Regions from separate parts of the Zea mays genome. Here region 2 is linked to region 1. A link is a contact called in public Hi-C data. All regions are on one chromosome and are shown on one strand. The core of a region is the stretch at or near the end of the contact, and the rest is flanking DNA. Distances in the headings are between cores, read along the strand shown.

What was found. Hi-C and Micro-C count contacts between places; a contact is called where the count stands out from the background.
Region 2: a Hi-C map of leaf shows a contact between it and region 1, with 3 times the contacts expected there. The contact joins the promoter of LOC100279982 here to the promoter of LOC100383606 in region 1. A contact is called at or near these places in 4 of 25 Hi-C or Micro-C datasets (ear, endosperm, leaf and 1 more).

Annotation. Positions count from the first base shown.
Region 1 is chr3:16,663,318-16,667,854 of Zm-B73-REFERENCE-NAM-5.0, forward strand. LOC100383606 reads left to right here and starts at 1,804. Exons shown (of 1, transcript NM_001176254.1): 1 at 1,804-2,592. The coding sequence starts at 1,826. The coding sequence ends at 2,284.
Region 2 is chr3:16,960,365-16,964,901 of Zm-B73-REFERENCE-NAM-5.0, forward strand. It overlaps LOC100279982 (Spermidine hydroxycinnamoyl transferase), which reads right to left and starts at 2,669. Exons shown (of 3, transcript NM_001152930.1): 1 at 2,370-2,669; 2 at 1,660-2,131; 3 at 434-1,486. The coding sequence starts at 2,079. The coding sequence ends at 623. It overlaps LOC103649768 (a long non-coding RNA gene), which reads left to right and starts at 4,167. Exons shown (of 10, transcript XR_002750263.2): 1 at 4,167-4,523.

The sequences.
Region 1 (4,537 bases), core at 554-3,053:
TAATAAATATATTTAATATGTATAAGTGTACTAATATTTATGATATTAAATTATTTGCTTTGTCCAAATTAACATCAGCAACCTATAGCAAAGAATAGTGACAACTTAATTAAGGTTAATTTCTTATTAGTTATAGGAGAATGAGGAAAAATATTGTAGAAAATGCCAGGACCGGAGAAAATCCTATTGATACATTATTTGTTGCCCATGGAGGATATCTCTAGGTACAAATGGGGAAGATATATGGGGGATCTAATCTATATCTCATTTAGAGAGGCTTTCTAGCCGACAGATGTTTGCGGAGAATTTAGGGATTTATCTACTTATTAGGGCAGCGAAAACGGAAGTTAGAATTACGACACTTATCTATGGCTCTTGATATCATATGAAAAGTATTTAGGTATGGATAGAAAACCCTATTCATACGCTATTATTTGCATTGGCAGCTAGGAGACACTTATAGCTACATACTAGTATATAATGCTCGCGACACATAATTATATTTAATAACGATAAAAATAAATTTAATATTAAAGTAAACATATGATTCATATATCATATAATAAACTAATAAGAACAAAAATAACAACTTATTGTAGCCAAAAGGCCGAGAATGGTACGAGTTGAAGAAGTGTCCAACCTATTTTTTTATAGTCCGCTCAGTCGTTTATCATCCTTCATCTAGCGAGATGGAGTGACTTCCTATCATGTTATGTTTTAGTGGTTTCTCAACCCACTATAGTGTAACAGCCTATCTGTGGCAGCCAATTAGTAGGTGAGAAGTGGAAGAGAAGAACAGATCTACGTGCTTTGCACGTGACGTAGAATGCATGAAATTGGTGCTTTAAAGGAGTAGAGATGTAGAAGTGTCTCGGAGTGCAAGCCAAATTGACTAGATAAAATCCTTCTATATCTCTAAGATTGTATATATTTCTCCTTAGAGTTTGTATACATCTTCAATTATCTTTAACGATACATATCTTTGTTTTCAATTAAAAAAATAACCACAAAAGAGATAGAACGGGAATTCAAGACCAACAGTGGCATTAGGATGGGAATTTTCAAAAAGGTCATCTTGATAGGCTGAACTGTCTATTCTTTCAACAGCACCAACTTCATTCAGCGACATCATCTCATTCGAAAGCTGGAACAACTTTCGTTTAAATATTTGGAAATCTAACTGTACCTTCATTGAAATATTTGGAAATCCACTTTCGTTTAGTGAACAAAAGACTAGTGGCTGTTAGGATACCGACGGTCGGAATTGCAACGGGAACTTTCTGTGCTTATATATAGGCAGAGTATTCCTTTCTTTTGAATTCCGCGCAGAAAATAGAGAACGGCCGTCGTAAAATTTCAGCGGTCCTGCTAGATTTGTCAAAGTGGCAACAAGTGCAGAAGTTTTTTCATTCTTTTATAAGGAACCCCACAATATCAGCAAAGGATCCATCATCATCAAGCATGAACCCGGTCGGTGGTCAGTTTTGCCGCATGTGCCTCAATGGGTTCTGATCCAGCAGTCGAACCTACATGAGAATCAACAGCATGGGGAAAGAGCTCTTTTTTTTTACTTGTACGTAGTTTTTTGTGGTTGGAAATCCATGTTTGGCATGCGCCATGCCAAACTAGTAGCCGAAGTCGATGGATGGTACTACTTGGTACAGTAGTAATAAAGGCGGGCCCACAGAAAAGTTGCTCAAAGCGGTTAATCTTCGTCGCTCTAGTCGACGACTATTTAACAACCTCCACGGCTTGGCGCTACCGCCTTGCACTTTCACTCCCTCTCCCTCCCTCCCTCCCTCCCTCCGTCGCTCGCACCGGCAGGATGAGCTCCACGGCGGCCGACGTGCTCCGGGCGCTGCCGCCGATCAGGACGAATAAGCCACGGGCGCCGGAGCCGGCCTGCTCGTCGGCGGCCTCGTCGTCGCCGTCGCCGGTGCCGGCGCCGGACGCGGAGTCGGTGGCGGCCCCGCCGCCGGCGGAGGAGCAGAAGCAGGGGGAGACCCGCGGGCCGGAGGCCCCGCAGGAGGCGGAGCCCGCGACGCCGACGTCCGAGGGGAGCCTGCTGCGGCGGCCGGCCGAGTGCCCGCCGGCGCCGCGGAAGCCGGCGTGGGCGCCTCCGCCGCCGCCGACGCCCGCCAGCAAGCGCAGCAGGCCGTCCCCGCCCTCCTCCGCGGCGCCGGCGCCGGCGCCGGCGCGCCGGGCCTTCTTCCCCGTCGCGCGCGACCTCACCACCGTGTTCCGCGCCCTGGCGCCGCCCAAGAAGCGGATCCGCGCGGGCTGACGACGGGGGCGGTGGCGTTCTCCCTGGCGCGCAGCACGGGACGGGACCGGCGTGGCGTGGATCTGGTGCCCGGTCCGCCGTCGGCCGTCGCGACGCCGTCAGTCAGTCAGTAGGTGCGCCGCGCGGTCATGGCATGGTACAGGGCTCTCGTACAAATAAGTTCTGTTTTTTTTTTGGAGGGGGGGAGTGTAGAATTGGGAAAGAGGCTGTTGTTTATGCATGGGGGAGGATGAATGGGGGAATTGAAAGCTTGTAAAGAGAATTCCTACAGATTTGTTCGTTGTATTTGTTAAACTATACTTGCTGACAGTTGAAGAAAAACGATGAGCTTTTGCTCTATACGGGTGTAGTTTTGTGTTGCTTCTATCATGACCTTGGTTCGTGTGTCGAGTGCAGCGAAAAAGTTGGTCGGCAGCACAACGGCGCAAGGAGTGTCTGCAGAGGCAAGCGTGAGAATCTGCCATTCAGTCAGTAGTTGTTTGACATCGGTGGGGTTGGGCGGATGGATTTAACCCCAGGCTACTGACTGAACGGTTCGTTGGCTTCTCCCCTGGTCAAGTGGAGAGGAGGAAAACAAGGCAGGGGACGAAGCGTCGAGGACTGCTTCCTTCCTTCCTTTCTTCCTTCACATGGCGATCTGCCGGGTCCACACCAAAGATCCATTCACCACTAGGAGCAGGTGAACAGGAGGTTGCGAAGGGACTAAAAATATATATATGTGAGCAGTACTACGAGCGCATCCGAGGAGTATGTGTGTGTCCTGGACTCCTGGTCACCCCTAGGAGTAACGGCGGAGTATGTCCGCATTCCGGTGGGGGCATTATTTATTACTTGCATTGTTCGTCTGGTGTCGCCGTAAAATTAGGAGGCGATCAGTGGCAGGGCTCCAAAGTCAAAACGGGTGTGCATAGTAGTGTACGACTAGTAAGCCATTAGCGAAGCCCGGACGTTGGACGTCTCATGCAACCAAGGTAGGATTCCCGTTCCCGTTCCGTTCCGTTCCGTTCCTGGCGCACGGCATCACACGGCTCTGCCTCTGCCGCTGCAAGCTGTAGCGTGCGGGGCTCCCCGGGCAGTAAATAAATAAATAAAAAAACGGGACAGACGTGTTCCTGCTATCTGCTTCTGCTGTCAGCTCCGCTCCGTCGACTGCGACGGTGCGGTCTGTCACCTGTCTGTCTCTCTGTCGTCCGTGGCTTCCCTTCGGCTGCTGTCCCCAAACATTCCCAATATTCTCGACGCGTCTGACAGACGCAAATCTCCCCCTGCCGCCGCTGTGCCTGGCAAGTGGCAGCATGGTACTGGAGCAGTGGCAGTAGTTCGCCGCCCTTAACTGAGCCTGACAAGTGTCGGGTCGTCGTCCTGCTCGGTGAATAGTACGTAAAGAACATGCAGCCGCGTGGCGTGGCGTGGCATGCATATTACGGGGGAGTATAGCAGTACTACTTCTCAACGCTTAACTATTAGTATAGTACTTCTACTATAATTGCCTCGCGGTAACTGCTTTAATCAATGCTCTAACCACTAACCAGCCATGTCACACACACACACACACAAAAAAAAAAAAAAGAAAGAAAGGTACGGTACATTGCAATGCCTACCTGTTACCACCGCCGCCGCCGGCACACTCCACATGCATGCACTCCTCCATCGCTTTATATATACTGTGTATCAGTATGTTGCTTGCTTCTGGATCTCGATTTGCACCGCACCACCACCCCGGTACCGGTAGCTGGATCTTTTTATTGTTTTTTTTTGTTTTGCGCGCAGCCGCGTTTCATCATGGATGGATGCGACTTTGCACCTGGTAATAATATTCTAAAGAGCTACTTTACCAACTCCATTTTACCAAAGGAAAATAAACTAATTTTATTTTGGGGAAACGGAAATCTTCCTTGGAAAAACAGGGTTGCGAAACTAGCCCTAACTAACTAACTAACTAACTAATCGTCGTACAGTAGTACAGCAGTAGTTTGTTTACGGAGTGCAGTAGAGAACAGTAAATAACATTTGCTAAATCAATCACTCTGGGATCCGAGACGGGCAGTACATACATACCTTTCGGCTTTTACCATCCTCGTCCCTTGCTTTCGCGTCGAAATCCCATGCGGCTAGCGGGCTAGTACGTACTACTCCGTTAACAACAACAAAAGGCACCAACCAAAACCACACCAGAAGCCAGCGACGCTTCTGCGATGAAAGACACGGGGGCAGACAGATGGCTACCAGCTAGCTATAGTTGGCTGGTGGCGG
Region 2 (4,537 bases), core at 1,419-3,918, 300 kb after region 1:
AGGGTGCTGTCTGGTTTGGTATTAAATCATATTTGTTTAAATCTAACCTTAATCAGATATCACACCAGAAACCGATGTTGTTCTATTTAAACTTAGTACCGCTGTTACTAGAGTGTAAATCGTTGTCGTTGTTATTTACATTACATTTCGTAAACCAAACAACACCTAGATCTAGTATGAGGATCTACGGTCCATAAGGGCACTCATAACCATGAAATTATATTGTTTTAATTCATTAACTAGGATGTGAACTAAGAAAAAAATATGACACTACAATAAAAAAAGAGGAGAAAACATATAATTAGATAAAAAAATATTTTGTTGTTTATCACAAACAAGTTTTTATTTGTAGTGCGGAGACATAAAGTAATAGTCACAGGAATTACATACGGATTTCATTATTGAAACTGCCATAACAAAAAAAAACTGTAGTATTACAAACAAGTTTTTATTTCTAGCGTGGACGCATAAATTAATTGTCACAGGAATTACAAATGGTTTTCATTATTGAAACTGCCATAATAATAATAAATCGCGAGGGAAAAAGTATGGTTCCCCTTAAGCATAGTAACAAACCTTATTATTAATATTATTATTTTTAGAGCATAGCACTAGCAGCTTGCTAGAGCTTTGCATAAAGCAGCCGTCCTAGCTCCTTTATATTTTCAGCCTCCAAGCACACGAGCACGCGGACGTCGCCGGTACCACCGTCGTCGTTCATCAAGTGCATAGAGCCGCCGCGGACAGACTCCGCCCGCGACATGGATTGCGGCTTTCCCCAGCCAAAATCTGCGTCGTGCTGTGGCCTACCCAACCAGCTGGTAATATTCAGGTCCGTCCGTGGTAAGATGCCTGTCCCAGTCCGTCTCTTGTTCGTCTCGGCCATCTCGTAGTAGTCAATCGCGGACCGCACCAGCTCGTCATCCATCCGCTCGACGGCGCCCTTGATGCGGGCAGCGACGGATGCCAACGCCGCCGTGCCAATGTCCCCTGCCGGGCCAGCGGCGTATAGCCTGATCACTGCGTTGCCGAAGTAGTGGGTCGGGAGGGGCGGCCTCATCCGGCGGCGGACGTCGGCCGGGAACATCACGCGCACCTGAGAGTCCGGTGGGATCCGTCGTGCAACGCACGCGCACTGCCAGATGAGAGCGCTGACGGCGCAAAAGGTGCTCGTGCCACCGCAGAGCTGCTTCAGGGAGGCGACATGGTCCCTGGAAATGGTGAAGATTTCGATGGCAAGAGGCCCCTCGGGTTCAGTGAGGACGAGCCGAGGCTGCAATGTCGAGAGCGCGTCGGGGTGGACTGTGGGCGGGGACCGTGCGCGGAGTAGGGTGCGGTCGTGGCACGGGAGCTCCACGGCAGCACTGTCACCATGCTTGCAGAACGCCGACCATGTCTGAAAAAAGTGGAACGCGCTTGAAACGTCTGTGGCGGCGTGGTGGATAGCTGTTCCTAACACCACACCTCCACACTTCAAGAAAGTCACCTGCCATCATAAGCACGCCAATTGCTATATAATTTATAAAATAGAAGGGAAAAAATCCTCCTGGAAACCAACAGGAGGACCCAGTTTATCTACTCTTAACAGACAGACTACACCGTGAGAATCGAAAGTTGAAAATTTTAAAAGGCATGGAGGCAGAGAAAGTAGCGGACGACCTGTATGGCCATTATGATGGACGATGGCTCGATGAGTGGAATAAACAGCCTCCTCAACTCTGGCGATGGCTTGAATTTCTTGACTTCATCGATAGTGAGATCACCATCCGCGCGAGCGACAACAAAGAGTGCACCTTCGCCGTTGCAGCTGATCTCCTTCCTACCATCGTCGCTGTCGACGAGGCGGCCGGCGAGGGGGTAGAAGGCCACCAAGGCTTTGGCCGTAGCCTTCTTGAGTCTGCCCAGGTCGAAAAAATCAGCCGCCGCAGCATCGTTGGAGCTGTACAAGTGGATCGTTGGGGTGTGGGCTTTGTTGGACTGAACCATGTCCAAGCAAGAGAGCCAGAGCGCCTTCGTTGGCGTCGGCTCGCTCGGCACTACAAATGATGACTCTACCACCTGCACCTTCAAATAATCCATCTTCTTCCTCCCACGACTTATTGACCAGCAAAATGGATGTTACTAGCTGCGGCTGCAAAGGCACAAAACAGTGAGTGCTCGAGATCAATGAAATACACACACAAAGACTCGCACGATTGCTCCGAGTGATTTATTGACCAGACAAATTGATGTTAATAGTATCGTAGCTGCGGCTGCAAAGGGACAAGACAGTGAATGCTCTAGATCTATGAAATACACACACAAAGACTGTCATTTCCTGAAAACAGTGTGGCGACTTATGAACTGCTCCTACAGCACAAGTACCGTACCTCCTACTGAAGGCACGACACGACGACTCACTGCGGGCATCCATACTATACTCTGCAATAAGCAAAGAACCGTACCTCAGTTGTGCGATGGCAGAAAGGGGCGTGAAAGAGATCTCAATCGACAGGCAGGCGGCGTGCGCGGGTGCTTAGTGAGGACGGAGGAAGGGAGGAGCGCAGGCAGGATTGGAGTTGCGGACTTCGCTGTCGACACCAGCAACCAGCCAAGAACCTGCGCTGCGACTGCGATGGCTGAAGGGAGGAGGAAAGAACGGGGACGGAGGAGCGCTGATTGGAGTGTGGAGATGCGGATTCGCGTGGAGGAGGAAAGAACGGAAAGCTAGGGGTTGGGGATTTATGAGGGACTCCATCGCTGCAGCTTTGAGCCTTTGATGGCATGTCGCTTGTCGCACTCGTGAAGGCCATTTGTTATTTTGGATAGAAACAGAGAACGTTTTATTAGGTAATATATATTCTTGACTACAAATTTTTGTGTAAAAATATCTATTGCTGTTTCCAATGACATTTTATAATAAAAAATGGCTATGTATGCAAAAAAATACAATTAATTATTCACGCCTTGTCACTTTTAGCTCATAAATGATGTGTTACCAGCTTCAGGTTCATAGATGTCATTTTGTAGTTTGTACACAATCTAAAAAACTAATCAGGATTGCCAGATTCTTAGCTTCTCACCCCATCAGATTCCATATGCAACAACTTCTCAGGGCAGCTAGATTTTTAGAGAATCGATACTCAGAAAAGTTATACCAAAACATGTTTTTAGTAAAATAGATCGACTTATGACCTCTAAAATTGGCCTTACGGCCTTAGAACCGGGTCAACCTATTCCCATATTTAATAGCCTGTTTGGCACGGTTTTGGCTCTAGTTTTTCTCTAGAAAAAAGCCAGAGTCTTACCAAACACTCTTTTTCAAAACGCCTTCATGCGAAAAAACCTAAAAGCCAGATTCATTTTTGTACTACGGTGAAGAAACTATAAATAGTAGTTTCACTGACTTCCGCTCTGATTCTGGAACTTTAATAAATGGAAATGGCTCTGGCTTTAGAATAAACCGCTAAACGATTTACTAAATGGTTTTAGCTCTAACAAAAAAGCTGCTTTTTAAGAAAAGTCAGTGCTGCTTTTGGACAGGCCAGATTCCTGACAAACGGATCTTAAATAACATCCATATCTATTTGGGTGGCATGTACCAAGTTAGAAGAGACCCACGTGAGTGTGACCCGTTAGTATCTCTACTACTCTATAAGGGTCCAGTGAGGACGTCCACACTGGTACCGTGCCCCCGCCCCCAAAAATCTCGCCCCGCCTCGCTCTCCGTCGCGCCATTCCAGGGACCCTCCATCGCCGCCCCCGCCATCATCGCGTCAGCGCCCGCTCCGTCGATGGAAGGCGCCATTCCAGGGACCCACCCCAACCCTGCGATCCTCACCCTTCCAAGGATGCCCCGCACCCATCTCGCCCAATCCCTCCTCCCGCCTCACCCGCTCACAAGGTCGACGACGACGAATCTAAGGACGCCAACGCCACCCCTCTCCGAGCTCCCTATGGCCGCTGCGGGTGAGTGCCTCTGGGTTGCATTGTGGGCGTCCACACCGGCATCACCATGCCCCCGCCTGCCCTACCCGCGTGCCACCCTCCCCGCTTACGATCTGCTCGGCGAACCCTAACAGCCCGACCGCGCCTTCCCCCGCCGCGCGATGCCCGCCCCACCGCCCCGCCGCGATCCCCTCCCTACCCCCACCCCTCCCAAATGATTGCCCCCACCGTGATCTCCTCCCCACGTGCTCGGGACAACCGCGTGGTTCCATGCCTGTCGCAAACCTCCAGATCAGCGTCCGTCGTAGCCGCGAGCGTGGAGCCATGGAGAAGGATGACAGACTACAACACCAAGCTATGGAGCTCAAGTCACGCGTCAGCACAGATAAGTCCTGATCATCTCCCCATTCTGCCCTCAACAACATTGTCCTGCTCATCTTCCCCTTTTGCCCTCAACAACGTTCCAGGCAAGAGGAGGTGCTCCACTGATTAGAGGCGTTCGCGCGGAGGTTTGATCTGCTCTGGCTGGCCCGATTAGATGGAGATGCTCATTGTACAACATGTGATCGCATTAGGTTTTAGGGTTTGTGATCCTGGTAACGTATTTTCA